3 separate regions of the Mus musculus genome follow, and all the other regions are linked to region 2. Evidence: chromatin contacts called from public Hi-C and HiChIP or PLAC-seq data. All regions are on one chromosome and are shown on one strand. The core of a region is the stretch at or near the end of the contact, and the rest is flanking DNA. Distances in the headings are between cores, read along the strand shown. Region 1 has its middle 67 kb from the start of Gm40509. Region 2 holds the start of Tbx20 (T-box 20). Region 3 has its middle 79 kb from the start of Gm29824.

Evidence for each region. A called contact is a pair of places that touch in the nucleus more often than the background predicts. HiChIP or PLAC-seq counts read pairs in DNA pulled down with a chosen protein or histone mark.
Region 1: a Hi-C map of the N1E-115 cell line shows a contact between it and region 2, with 4 times the contacts expected there. The contact joins the enhancer-like site here to the promoter of Tbx20 in region 2. A contact is called at or near these places in 3 of 39 promoter capture datasets (embryonic stem cells, epiblast stem cells and liver), 6 of 484 Hi-C or Micro-C datasets (the N1E-115 cell line and embryonic stem cells), 5 of 115 datasets of contacts at active chromatin or transcription factors (cardiomyocytes, embryonic stem cells, extraembryonic endoderm stem cells and 1 more) and 2 of 9 other capture datasets (adipose tissue and pancreatic islet).
Region 3: a contact with region 2 is called in an H3K27ac HiChIP or PLAC-seq map of heart atrium, with 2.2 times the contacts expected there. The contact joins the enhancer-like site here to the promoter of Tbx20 in region 2. A contact is called at or near these places in 3 of 484 Hi-C or Micro-C datasets (the N1E-115 cell line, embryonic stem cells and liver), 2 of 115 datasets of contacts at active chromatin or transcription factors (heart atrium and neural progenitor cells) and 2 of 9 other capture datasets (liver and pancreatic islet).

Annotation. Positions count from the first base shown.
Region 1 is chr9:24,876,539-24,880,486 of GRCm38.p6, forward strand. No RefSeq gene overlaps it. Among named protein-coding and RNA genes, the nearest start is that of Gm40509, 67 kb to the right of the region's middle. Within about 2 kb of position 2,258, at least 23 of the 459 cell types and tissues checked have an H3K27ac peak or open chromatin away from gene starts, as enhancers often do. A contact at or near this core is called in the N1E-115 cell line, where this site is marked.
Region 2 is chr9:24,772,852-24,776,944 of GRCm38.p6, forward strand. It overlaps Tbx20 (T-box 20), which reads right to left and starts at 1,452. Exons shown (of 8, transcript NM_194263.2): 1 at 868-1,452. The coding sequence starts at 994. It overlaps Gm29824 (a long non-coding RNA gene), which reads left to right and starts at 2,873. Exons shown (of 3, transcript XR_870586.1): 1 at 2,873-3,100; 2 at 3,504-3,619.
Region 3 is chr9:24,853,272-24,857,099 of GRCm38.p6, forward strand. No RefSeq gene overlaps it. Among named protein-coding and RNA genes, the nearest start is that of Gm29824, 79 kb to the left of the region's middle. Within about 2 kb of position 1,635, at least 2 of the 459 cell types and tissues checked have an H3K27ac peak or open chromatin away from gene starts, as enhancers often do. A contact at or near this core is called in heart atrium, where this site is marked.

The DNA of each region.
Region 1 (3,948 bases), core at 1,008-3,507, 100 kb after region 2:
CCTTTCCCCTAGTCCCACTGCACATGCACCCCTTGTCCTTTATGTCCCCTTTCTCCTCAACATCTCCCACTCCCTCACAGTCCAACGAACGGAGTCCTCTTTGTCTCTTAAGAGAGTATAAAGGCAGTGGCACCCATAGGTCATGGTAAGAAAACCAGGGTAAGTACAGAGGCATTGTGGATGAGATCCACTGGGTGTGGACGACAGAGGCTTCTTCCGGTAAAAGGATCAGGGTAGCAGAGTAAGGCAGGAGAGCACACCTGAGATGCAAGCTTACAGATGAAGGGTAAACAATAGTTACAGTCATATGAGGAGAAGTGGAGAGAAAGGATGTGGCAGAAAGGCTGCTGGGAAGGGCCAGCAAGTCAGAGCATGAACAGCAAGGTGGCACTCTGGCCAGGTGTCTCTCCAGCTGTGCTGTGCACAAGGACCACCACAACTCTTCTCATCTTAGATACCTGGAGACCACCCCCCCACCCTCCCCCCCACCCCCCGCCACCCGGCTGATAGCAAGTAAGAATCCTTAAAAACTCAGTTTTAAACCTTTGACTGGACCTCTCAGAGCATCAGTCCTAGTAGCAATAACAAGATATTCCAGGAACACTTAAGCTCACCAAATTAAATTTCTCTAGCTGTTGTGCCTCTTCAGGAGATGCAGAAATGTGTCTACAAATGCATTACCTCTCACCTGCCTCACCAAAGCACACGCCAACACTAGACACACCCTGAGGAACCTACAGTAAGCACACCACAGTGCAGTTAGCCTATGACAGAGTAGACATTTGGTGTTTGCTGAATTAAGTAACAAGAAGTTTGACTTTCTGACTGCTTTGACAAATCAAATGTGACTCTCTAAAGAAAATAGATTTCAAGTGTGGGGAGCGTAGGTGGATGAGAGGAAAAAGGAAGCCATCTTGCAGCTCACGGAGGGAACTGTAAAACTGGTTGCCCATAGTGTGAGGTGCACACTAGTGGGTTTTCCTTTCCATTAAAAATCACAGCAAAGGAGACACAGAGAAGTCCCTCACTGGAAAGTATCTATCTTAAGCCTCCCCTATATCCCAGAGGACAAATATCTGGCTTGAAGAGTCATTTCTCCCCAGTCCTGTGTCTGTGGTAGACACATCCAATCAATCACAGCCCTTTCCCTGATAAGCACAGATGTGACTTTAGAAATCCTCAGGTTTGAATGAGGTGTTGGGTAACTCAGCCCGCCCACTGGTGAACCCTCGTGCCTGACAGGATTTGGCATGAACACATGGACATACACTTTCCAGATTATCACTTGCTCTGTAGCTGTCTTGTAAAATGCACACACAAGGTTCCTTTGTGCCCTCTGCATTGCAGCTCAGCCTGTACTGAGTTACTGTAGGGAGGAGAGGCAGCATGCTTGTATACACGTGGAGCAAGGCTTAGGAAGCAAGCTTCACACTCCCATGCCAATGACAGCTTCTAACTCATCTGCCATTTACTAACAAAGCATTTTTAAGAGTCAGGCATTGATTCGCTCTCTGTTTATATCCATACCATATTCCTCTCATAAATACTGCTTGGTACGAGAGAGATGTGTGCTGAGTCACACACCATAAGGTGGTGTGGAAGTGTTGTTTTCTGCCCAGCGTCATTACTTCAATTATATTGAGCCCTCTCTGCAAGCAGCCCCACCTTTAAGCAGTCACTAGGCGTGATAGGAACTTTGTCTGGAAGCCCTTCTAGAAGGTCTGTAAGCAACCGCACTGATTTCTCTGTCAGCCGGGCTCTCTGCCACCAGTCAGTGGTTCCGTTGAACATTCAGTGCACATTCAGTCAGTCATGGTGAGCTGAGATACTTGTTTCTGAAGTTTTGTGACTGTCAGCTCACAAAGGGAGTCATCATCCCCAAAGATGCTGAAAGATTGTCATTTGGCTTTTCCCACTGGTGCCAAATGTAAGCAAGACATGGATGGGCCTTTGAGGTTCTCATTCTTCCAAACTTCCTCTGCCTGCCTCTAAGGCCCCTGGCTAAAAAGGCCTGCAGAGTTGACAGGTGCCACGCCCTGCTCCACAAAGGAAGAGGAAATTCTTTTCAGCCTCCATCCACTTAGGGATGTCTTGTGATAAAGCGAGTACAGGGTAGCACCCAACCCTGACTCACCCTCCTCACCTCATCCCTGCCTTCATCCCCAGAAAAAGTAGCTTCAGTATTATAGCCAGTCCAGCCATGAGGGTGAGCCAAGGGACCAACCTAGGCACTGCATATCACTGCGGTGGAATTGTCCCTGTCGTCGCCTCTACCAGTTCTAGCTGGCCCCAGAAAGTGACAGCTACCAAAGCAGTCCCATTCTGTGTCATGGCTTAATTATCATGTCAATGTGCATTCATTAGCATGGCAGCTGTCATTGTAAATGGGGGAGCCAGGGGGTCCCAGAGCCTCTGGGGTCAGCCTAATTGATGTAATGAACAGAATACTGTATTTACTCAACAATGGTTGGGGTTTCTCTCCTGACCCGGGGAGGGCATCAGGGCTTACCCAATCGATAGCAGCTGAATTTTCATCAGCAGAGATGGGACATGATCCCTGGGCCTGACCCCTCCAGGCCAGCCAAGAGAGCTGCAGGTGTGCTGTTACAATAAGAGACTGTGCATCTCTAAGTCGCCCAGGGACAGACAACAGCACTGAATCTCTGAATCGGAGGAAAATATTCATTAATCTATGGTACGTATAAAGCTAGTTTCTACTTACCCCTGGTTTCAATAAAGTCATATAACTTTAACCATGTGCATGCTGGGACTCTCTTCCGGCTGGATCAGAGTTTGAAACAACTGGGTGGTAAATGTGCGGTGACCACTGACTGCCATATGCTGCTCTAAACAGTGTATTAGGGCATTTAATTCTTCCAGCTTCCAGTCTTCTTCCAATTAACTATTGCTATATAACCAATTGCTCTCAGTGTCTAAAACCAATCCCTTCTTGCTAGTGTTTCTCACAATTCTGAGGGCTTGGTACTAGAATAATATTTCTCTTTGCTCTATAAAGTCTGGAGACAACAGTCATGATGATTCCTAGGGCTAGCACAGCTGGAAGCTGCTTCTCCCCAAACACACAGCCTCAAGTCTAACTTAGACTTCAATGTCATAAGGTGGTTTCATGCAGTCTAACTTTGTGGCACTTTAAGGCTTCACAAAACAAAACAAAACAAAACAAAACAAAACAAAACAAAACAAAACAGAAGCTGATCACTCCTTGAAGACTATATATGGAATAGTGAGATACACTAGAGATGCACCCTGACACAGTTTGCAGCCAATTGGAAGTCTTTATTACAGCTGGCTGTGACAGGGTCCAGAGCTTGGGGTTTTTGAAGGTTAAAAACCACATCCTGGCATCTCAGCAGCTGCCTGCAGAGTTGGGGGAAGCTTCCTAGAAGCAAGCCGGTTAACAGAAGCTAAGATAAGCAGTTAGCTGGAATGGATTTTATAAAAGCAGGCACTTTAACAGAAACTGAGATAAGTTAGATGGGACATTCTGATCTCAGGTCCAAGAATAGAGTTTGGAAATTTTCCATGGGATTCTCCATCAAGAAGATCAAATTCTAGTTAAATCTCAAATGACCTTAACAAGGATACAAGATGGAGGAACCTCTGCACTGTCCTGCTGGGCCACACAGTGACACTTGCCTAGATCTTATTGGTAAAATCAATCCTAACCCAGTTCATATTTAAGGAGTCAGAGGGGATTGGGGCCTCTTGAATAGAGAAGTATTGGAGGCTTTGAAGATATCTCTGATACACAACAGGCACTAGGGTTGTTCACATATACATACCAAGGTCCCGGGGAACAAATGTGGACTGGCTGGGATTGCTCAGTTGGAGAGCATGGTGTACTATGCTTTGGACTCACATAGCCTAGCTCTTGAACACTTAACTGCTTACCTTGAATAATTTGTTTTCTTCTTAGACTTATATAAT
Region 2 (4,093 bases), core at 202-2,701:
GTGATGACTTTTTTCAACTGTCTTAACTTAGCTACTTGATTTCTGATAGTCGGCGATTAGGGTGTGCGATAATTATTACCAAGGCCCTTAGAATAGCAACTCATTTTCCCTGGGTTGTAAGGGTTTTCAGAACCCCTATCCTGAGCAGTTGCTTTTATACAACTCTCGTGTGCTCAAGACACCCTCACCGCTCATCTCTCTTTAATCTGTGCCTAGTTTCCTCTGTAAAGAAAACAGTTTTTATAGAGACAGTGTTAAATTTCGAGGAATTTGGGGAGGCCTTGCCAGTCTCAATTGAAAATCGCAAGTATAAAATGGGGGTTCCTGACCAAAAAAAAAAAAAAAAAAAAAAGCCGGCTCTTGCGTGGAAAAACCGGCCTATTTTATAGTCCTTTTCAGACATATTAAGACTGTTAATTGTGATAGAAAAATTAAACTGGCTTCTTGTGAAGTCTCAGAGTCTTTGATTCCAAGCGCAGGCTTGGGTGTTATATACCACCGTGGATCCCGAATCTTAACCCTTACTTGTCCTTGAATTTGTTTTCATTCAAACAAACAAATTTGTACAGCATTCATACTATCTAAGTGATGTCGAGATTCCAAGAAACTGGGGAAAGCGAATACAAACACAAGCCGGTAGTGAGAATTCACTACCTTTAATTGATGGTGAAGCCTCCAAAGAAAACTTGAGAGGAAAAGAAAAAAAAAAAGTCTTTCTCCCAGGACCGAATTCTGGTCCATACTCTGAGACTTAGCAGTAGATCCAGACGGTAGAAAAAGCCACCTTTGCTTCCCGCGGAGCAAACTGCCCGCACCCGGGAAACAGATTAGCAGGGCCCATACTGACTGCCTAGTACCCCGACTTACCCAGGGGTTTGATGGTGTTCTCTGCTGCCTCCTTCTCCTTGGGGCCGCCGCTGGACATAAGCGCGGCGATGGAGAAGGCATTGGCTCGAGAGGAGAGCTGGGGCTTGGGCGACGCCGTGAACTCCATGGTTCCCAGCGTGCGGTCCTGCTCAGGAACCTGGACTGACAAACCACAGTCCAGCTTCCCCAAAGGGAGACAAAGACCCGAAACTGCAGCTCAAAGTTCCAGAGAGCAAGCAAAGCGGAACTGGGGACCCCCCCGAAGCGTCCGTTCCCAGGTTTTGATGGCCTCTCCAGTCCACTAGAGCAAAGCAGGGGAGCCGCAGAGACTTCGAACCAGCAGGAAAGCAGGGTGGGGACCAGCCGGGAACTCAAAACTGTAAGCCCACTGCGCAAAACGCGGGGTCCCCAGCACCCACGCCGAGTTCTCCCTCCCTTCCCTCCTTGGGTCCGCTGAGTGGCCCAAGTCCGAGGAGGTGACGATCGGCGTGGGACTCTAGAGGGTGCGGAAACCAGGGAGTCGGATCTCCTCTCTGCAGAGCGCAGCAAGGCGCGACCTAAACTGTGCCTAGGCGCCTGCTGCCTCGCGCCTTAATTTGCTGGCGGTGGCCATCCCTGCGGGCAGCAGCCAGTCAGCGTGGTCTCACGTCACTGCTTCCAGACTGTGCGGAGTGGGGCGGGGCCGAGCGGCGCAGGGAGAGAGCGCCTAGGGCACTGCGCCCTCCTGCCTCTGCGCTCCCGGTGGAGAGCCGGAGAAGACGCACAGTGAACAGGGTGGCGGAGCTAGCCGGACCGCCTCCGCCCAGAGTCTCAGATCCCGCAGGAGGGAAGCATGCGCTGTCTAGAGAGGCACTTTCACTGCTACCCAGAAACAGGCATTTGCGTTGCTCTGGACTGAATGTCACCAAAGGAAGTCCTACTGAGTTCCGCATTTTCTACCTTTCCTACTGGAGCTCCCAAATAGTTGAGAAGGGCCCAGTAGAGCAAATTCCTCATCGCTGAGCGGCATTAACCTGGTGACGCAGCACAGTGCCTAGTGCTAGGTCCCCTACTTGACAGTCCCCAAGTTATGTCTCTTTTCACAGAGAGCTGGAGAGGCAGGGCTCTGGGAAAGAATGCTGAGCTGCAGGGTGCCTGTAGGAAGGATACTTTGTTTTGATTTTTTGTTTGTTTTTGTTGATTTTGTTTTTGGCGAACCTGGCTTTCTGCTGTGTGGTGGTTTGTTTCCCTTCTAGTCTGGGTTTTCTATTCTGGAGACTCTGAAAGTAGGGAAGTGGCCTGAAGCAAGGAGGGGGGGTCAGGACTTGGAGCTCTAAGGGGACCATGCGATGCATAGTGACTTTCTGGCTCCTCCCCCGCCCCCCCCCCACACGGAACCATCTATCTGCCTTGCAGACGCAGACTGGGCTAAGGACTTCCCACAGCCTTGTGGAGGGAGTCCTGTTGGCCTTGCTCAGTCTAAATAATTCGAATTCTCCAAATTCGCGGGGTAATCCGCTTCACTCTCAACCATGTAAACTCTAGAGGACACACACACTCAAGCTATACTTGTAAATATTTGCTCTCCTTTCCAGCCAGTTGATCTGGCGATTAGGAACCTCTTGGTAGGTCTTAAGGGGGTAGGGGAGGGGTGGGGTGAAGAACATAAAAAGAAAGACATACCCTGTCTCCCATTGCATCCTCTTCACAGCTCCCGAAACATAGTTATGGGCGAAATCGAGAGCCAGAATAACTATGAAGAACATCCCGTGTAAACAGAATGTTGGCATCTGAGGAAGTTCTGATTTAGACTGGCCTGGCCATCCTGTCTATGTTTGCTCGTTTCAGCATTTGGGTTGTAATGTGTCAATGTTGAGGGAAATTAGAAATTAGTAAAACTGCAGACTTTTCATACTAGAAGGTTTTTTTTTTTTTTCCTTGTCTGGACCAACTACTTTGAAAAGATCGAAGGTGACAAGTTGGCAGAGCAGTGTCTCTTTTTTGCAAGTCTCCCCCATCCTCCAACCATGTCCCAGTCATTCCCCTCTCCTCCCCACAGGTCAGGAATCTCTGGACTCATAAGTGTGTGCAAGTCAGTAGAGAGTATCAGATCTCCTGGAGCTGGGATTACAGGCTGTTGTGAGCCCTCTGTGTGGGTGCTAGGGAGTGAAGTCCTCCAGATCTCTAAAGAGGAGCAAATGCTTTTAGCTGCTCATCCATCTCTCCTGGCCTTAGATACAATGTCTCAATCAAGGTAGTGTTTTCTTTTTATTGTAAGGTTCCCATTGGTTTGCTTCTTGTCTGATTTTTTTAGAGTTTGTCAAGGAAGATGGATTTATTTGAAGAAGAGAGTTTTTGTTTTTGTTTTTTTAATTTGGGAGAGAGAGGTTTACTTAGACCTTGATATAATGTTTCAACTAATGTAGATTTTGTTGGTTGGATCTAGTTTTCAATAGCTCACTGTGTTGTTACACCCTAATTAATAAAACTATTATTCCATCTTATAAGGGGAGGTACTGTCTTTACTACCTTAGCAGCTTAGATTGTTGGAATGGCATCCTGAAAGATACATCAGTTTCAGAGAAGCAGACTGAGCACAGGAAAGCAGAATTGCTGAACTTGCTTTCCCTTTTCCTACAAGTGCCACTGTGTCCCAGTTCTAGGATGTTTGTGGGCAGAAAATCACTCAAAAGCAGAAGAGACTGCGCAAGTGGGAGGAGACAGCAAGCTGAAGGAATTGAAATGAACACTTAAACAAAGCCATAGGCCAGAGGTGAGTCACTTGGGTGTCCCTAAGCTATGCATCTTGTTGGCGTTGAAACGATCATCACAGCCAAACATTACTACAGGCTTATTATACTGGTAAGCTGCTCTCCTCTTAGATCCAATGCCTATATGAATCAATGTGTTGCTATAGGACCTGTAGCTAGTGCTGACAGAGAGGAATCGCCTCAGGGTAATCTAAACCTCCTGCCTAGGGAAGCTGAGGGTAACTAGTCCTGAGGTCCTTTCAAAACCGTCCGGGAGCAAGGGTTAATGCATAAAACCCCCGTGGAGCTAGAACAAAGCAATCACGTTAACACTTCCCTCAACCCCGCCTGGGCTGCTGACAGGCTTGTGTGTTCAGGCTGCTTTCAGACACTGGAAACGGCTTTGGACTTGAGGAAAGCTTTGAGTCTTGACTTTTAACACTTGTTAGCACTGTGGCTATGTGGGCTTCCTAAACCTCTCCAAGCTTTGGTCTCAT
Region 3 (3,828 bases), core at 385-2,884, 81 kb after region 2:
GTCTTAATCTCATTGCTAGAGAACAGTGAGGGAGATTAATTTAGAGACTTCTGTGTGTTCCCTGTCCACTGAGGGCTAGAGCATAGTCTCTCTTTCATTCCCTCCTGTCTTTTCCCTAACTCTTTCGTCCCCTCCCTTCCTCTCTTCTCTCATTCTTTCCCTTCCATCTTCCCACAAAGACCTTATCAAACAATTGAAAGTAACTAGGGAGATCATCTTCTATAACAACATGGTATCCAGTCCTTTCTCTTTCCAGGGACAGGCCCATTGATGACAAATGTAATGTTGGAGTGAATTCAATGGTGGTTTCCCAAAAACATACAAATACCTAAACCTTAACTGCAAAATGGGTCATGCAAATGTATTGAAAAATTCCAGGACAAGATCATCTTGGATGTGCAAGTAACCCCTAAACTGGGGTTCATATAAAAGAGAGGTAAGGGTGACAGAAATGCAGGCAAGGTCCAAGGAAGATAGACACGGATGCAGCCACACCCCAAGAACTCTTAAAGCCACTAGTAGCTGCTACAGGAGGTCTTGAAGTATTCATGATTCAGGAGTTAATTTGGGGAAAAAAAAATGAACTCTTCCTGTTCACAGCAGCAGCTAGAAGATACAAATAAAAATTGCACACTCAGAACCAGTATGCCAGTCTACTCCAATGCTAAGTCACACCAGGTGAGCCTTGGGCATTCTTTCTTTAAAATCCATGTCTGGGCTGGGCTGGAGCAGGGTTTCTGGAACTCTCCTGTATACATGCACCACCTGGGGACTTGGCTGCAGGGCAAGCAGAGTCACAGTGAGTCGATACTTGGGTCCAAGATGCAGCACTGCTGAAATGCATCTTGTGACACAGATGTAGCTCATGGTATGCCACACTCTGATCTCACAGAGTTAAGTAGGACACAGACTTTCCAACAGCAGTAGCACAGTGCATAGGAATGTGAGCTGTGTAGTGCCGGAAGGTCCTAGCTAGGCTCCAGGCTTTGTTCCCCTAGGCCCCTTGACCACACTAGCTACATTTTGCAGGTTTATTTACTGTGGTTGTTTGTCCTGTAACAGCAAGAGGGGCAGGAATTAGACTCATACAGTCCTTTGTGACTTGTCTTTCTCATCTGCTAAATGGGGAACTAGGGCTACCTAAGTTTCTTCCGTTCACTGTTTCTCTAACATGACAGAAGATTCTGTCATGGGTCTTTGTTTCCATCTTTCACCTTCTGCTTGAAGCCTTCCCCCAATTTCCTCCACGCTAAATACATAAAATACCCTGAAAGTAACCACAACCTAGTCCCCCTTTATACTTTCATTTCTGAGTTTGTTTGTTTGTTTGGTTGGTTGGTTTTGCGACTGGTCTGAGAATTAAATCTAAGGCCTTAAGCATGCCAGGCAAGCGCTCTGCCCCTCGGCTACACCCCTGGTGCTGAGAATGGCTGATTCTCACGAAAGACTTGTTGCTGAGGCTTTCTGGTCTGTCCTCTGTTTTCAAAGAGAGCATGTACCCCACGTCTGTGTGTGTCTGTACAGCAGTTAACCTCGCTGTCCTCACTCCTGGGTTTGGTTCATGCTGAAGGGCTTCATTCAAACTTGCTGTGAAGGTCAGTGCAGGCGCCTGCAGTGTGTTCCCTCAGCACAGTTGGGGCTGCTGCTCTGTGGGCATGAAGTGCCCACTGCCTTTATCAGGATGGCACTCTCGCAATCACTGGCTCTTACCAAAAGCACTTTAAGGGACGACACCGCAGGGTTTTGTGACTATGATGGAGAGTGTCCAATAATCTCAGCTTCACAGCCATCGCAGAAAAGCCATCTTCAGAAATCATCTGTAAATTCCTCTGCTCTCTTACTGCATGGCCACGCTCACCAAAATAAGTACTTATAGGGCTTAGTTTTAAAGGTGAAGCAAACCCAACCCAACCAACAACCGCTGAGGCAGAACCGACACTCGACCCCACAGACCTGCCTGCCTCTTGCTGAAAGCTCAGCTGCTTTCTTCACCGACCAATGCTCCACTCTTCGTTTGCCTCCCAGAGCTGGACTGGGACAGTGCTGCCAACAAGAGACCAGACAATGACTGTAACCTCCTCCTTAACTTGGCTGGACTTCATTTTGCTTTTCCTCACTGTTTCCTCTCATTTTTCTCCTCTCCCCGACTCTCTCAGTGAAATTTGTTTGGTGACAAAAGCAAAATACCTCATAGTTATGGACACTGATAATAGGAATGCACCTAGGACAGAGGCATGTCTAATATGTTCTTATATGTCACATATGTTCTTATATGTCTCACATGATCTCTCATGTCTATGTTCTCATATGCCCTCACATGTCTCACATGTCTAGGTTCTCACATATCTATGTTCTTACATCTCTATGTTCTCATATGCCTTCACATGTCCTCAAATGTCTCACATGTCTACATGTCTATGTTCTTACATGCCTTCACATGTCTATGTTCTCACATGCTCTCACATGTCTCACATGTCTATGTTCCCACATGTCTATGTTCTCACATGCTCTCCCATGCCCTCACGTCTCACATGCCTATGTTCTCACATGTCAATGTTCTCACATGTCTATGTTCTCGCACGCTCTCACATGCCCTCACATGTTTCACATGTCTCATGTTTTCACATGTTCTCACAGGCACCGCTTCGTCCATCTGCATCAGATCTGTGCTAACAGTTTCACCTTCTCTGTCACTCAAGCTCATACAGGGCTCTTTTCAGTCACCTGGCTTTTGCCATCCTTCAGCCCTCACTACGTATTAACAGAACACTTTTCCATGGGGCCCTTGGAAGATTGCTAACTAGTCTCTGAAGTTTTCAGGTCATGTGGCCCTGGTCGTATCTGGCAATGGTCTGGTTTCCAGGGCACACACCTTCATCACTGAACTCTGACTTTTGCACATAAAATCGAAGGGAATCTTTATTCAGGGGGCTGTGGATCTTGGACCACAGAGCACTATGGTAAGCATCAGCTCCTTCCCTGTTTTTGGTGTTCATAGGTCAAGAAGGGTGAAGCCAGAGAGAGGGACAACAGAAGTATGTTTAGGAGCCAAACATGAGCTAGGGTCCTTGTACGACTCAGCCCAACATGTACAAACATTGGGAAGGACAGGCTGAGGATGTGCTGGGAGGTGTGTGCAGGGGCAGGGGAGGCAAGTTCTCAGCTGTGCGTGTGTGCTGTGCACTTGGGAGGGAGTCCGCCGCATCCTGCCACACTATACTCCAAGGGTCATGGCACTGTGTGAATTCCATTTGCAAGTCCCCTTTTAAAAGGCCGAGCTGGCCTTCCTTAATGGAGAAGAGCCACTCTGAGCTCACAGCAGAGAGAAGGCAGCTCCCCAGGCACATGGGAGACATTGATGTCACCCACTTCACTTCTGCTGTCCTCTATGCCCTGGTCCTCCTACCTCCTTTTTTTTTTTTTTTTTTTTAAGCGTTTTTCTGTTTTCTTTTCTTTTTTTAAGATTTATTTATTTATTTTATGTATATGAGTATACTGTAGTTATACAGATATGGTTGTAAGCCTTCATATGGTTGTTGGGAATTGAATTTAGGACCTCTGCTCGCTCCAGTCAACCCTGCTCATTCTAGCTCAAGAATTTATTTATTATTATACATAAGTACACTGTAGCTATCTTCAGACATACCAGAAAAGGGTGTCAGGTCTCATTACAGGTGGTTGTAAGCAACCATGTGGTTGCTGGGATTTGAATTCAGGACCTTTGGAAGAGACCTTTGCTCTTACCTGCTGAGCTATCTCGCCAGCCCCCTCCTCCCACCTCCTTTTCTGCCCTGCAGTCACCATATCCTGTGCACATATACTAGAGGC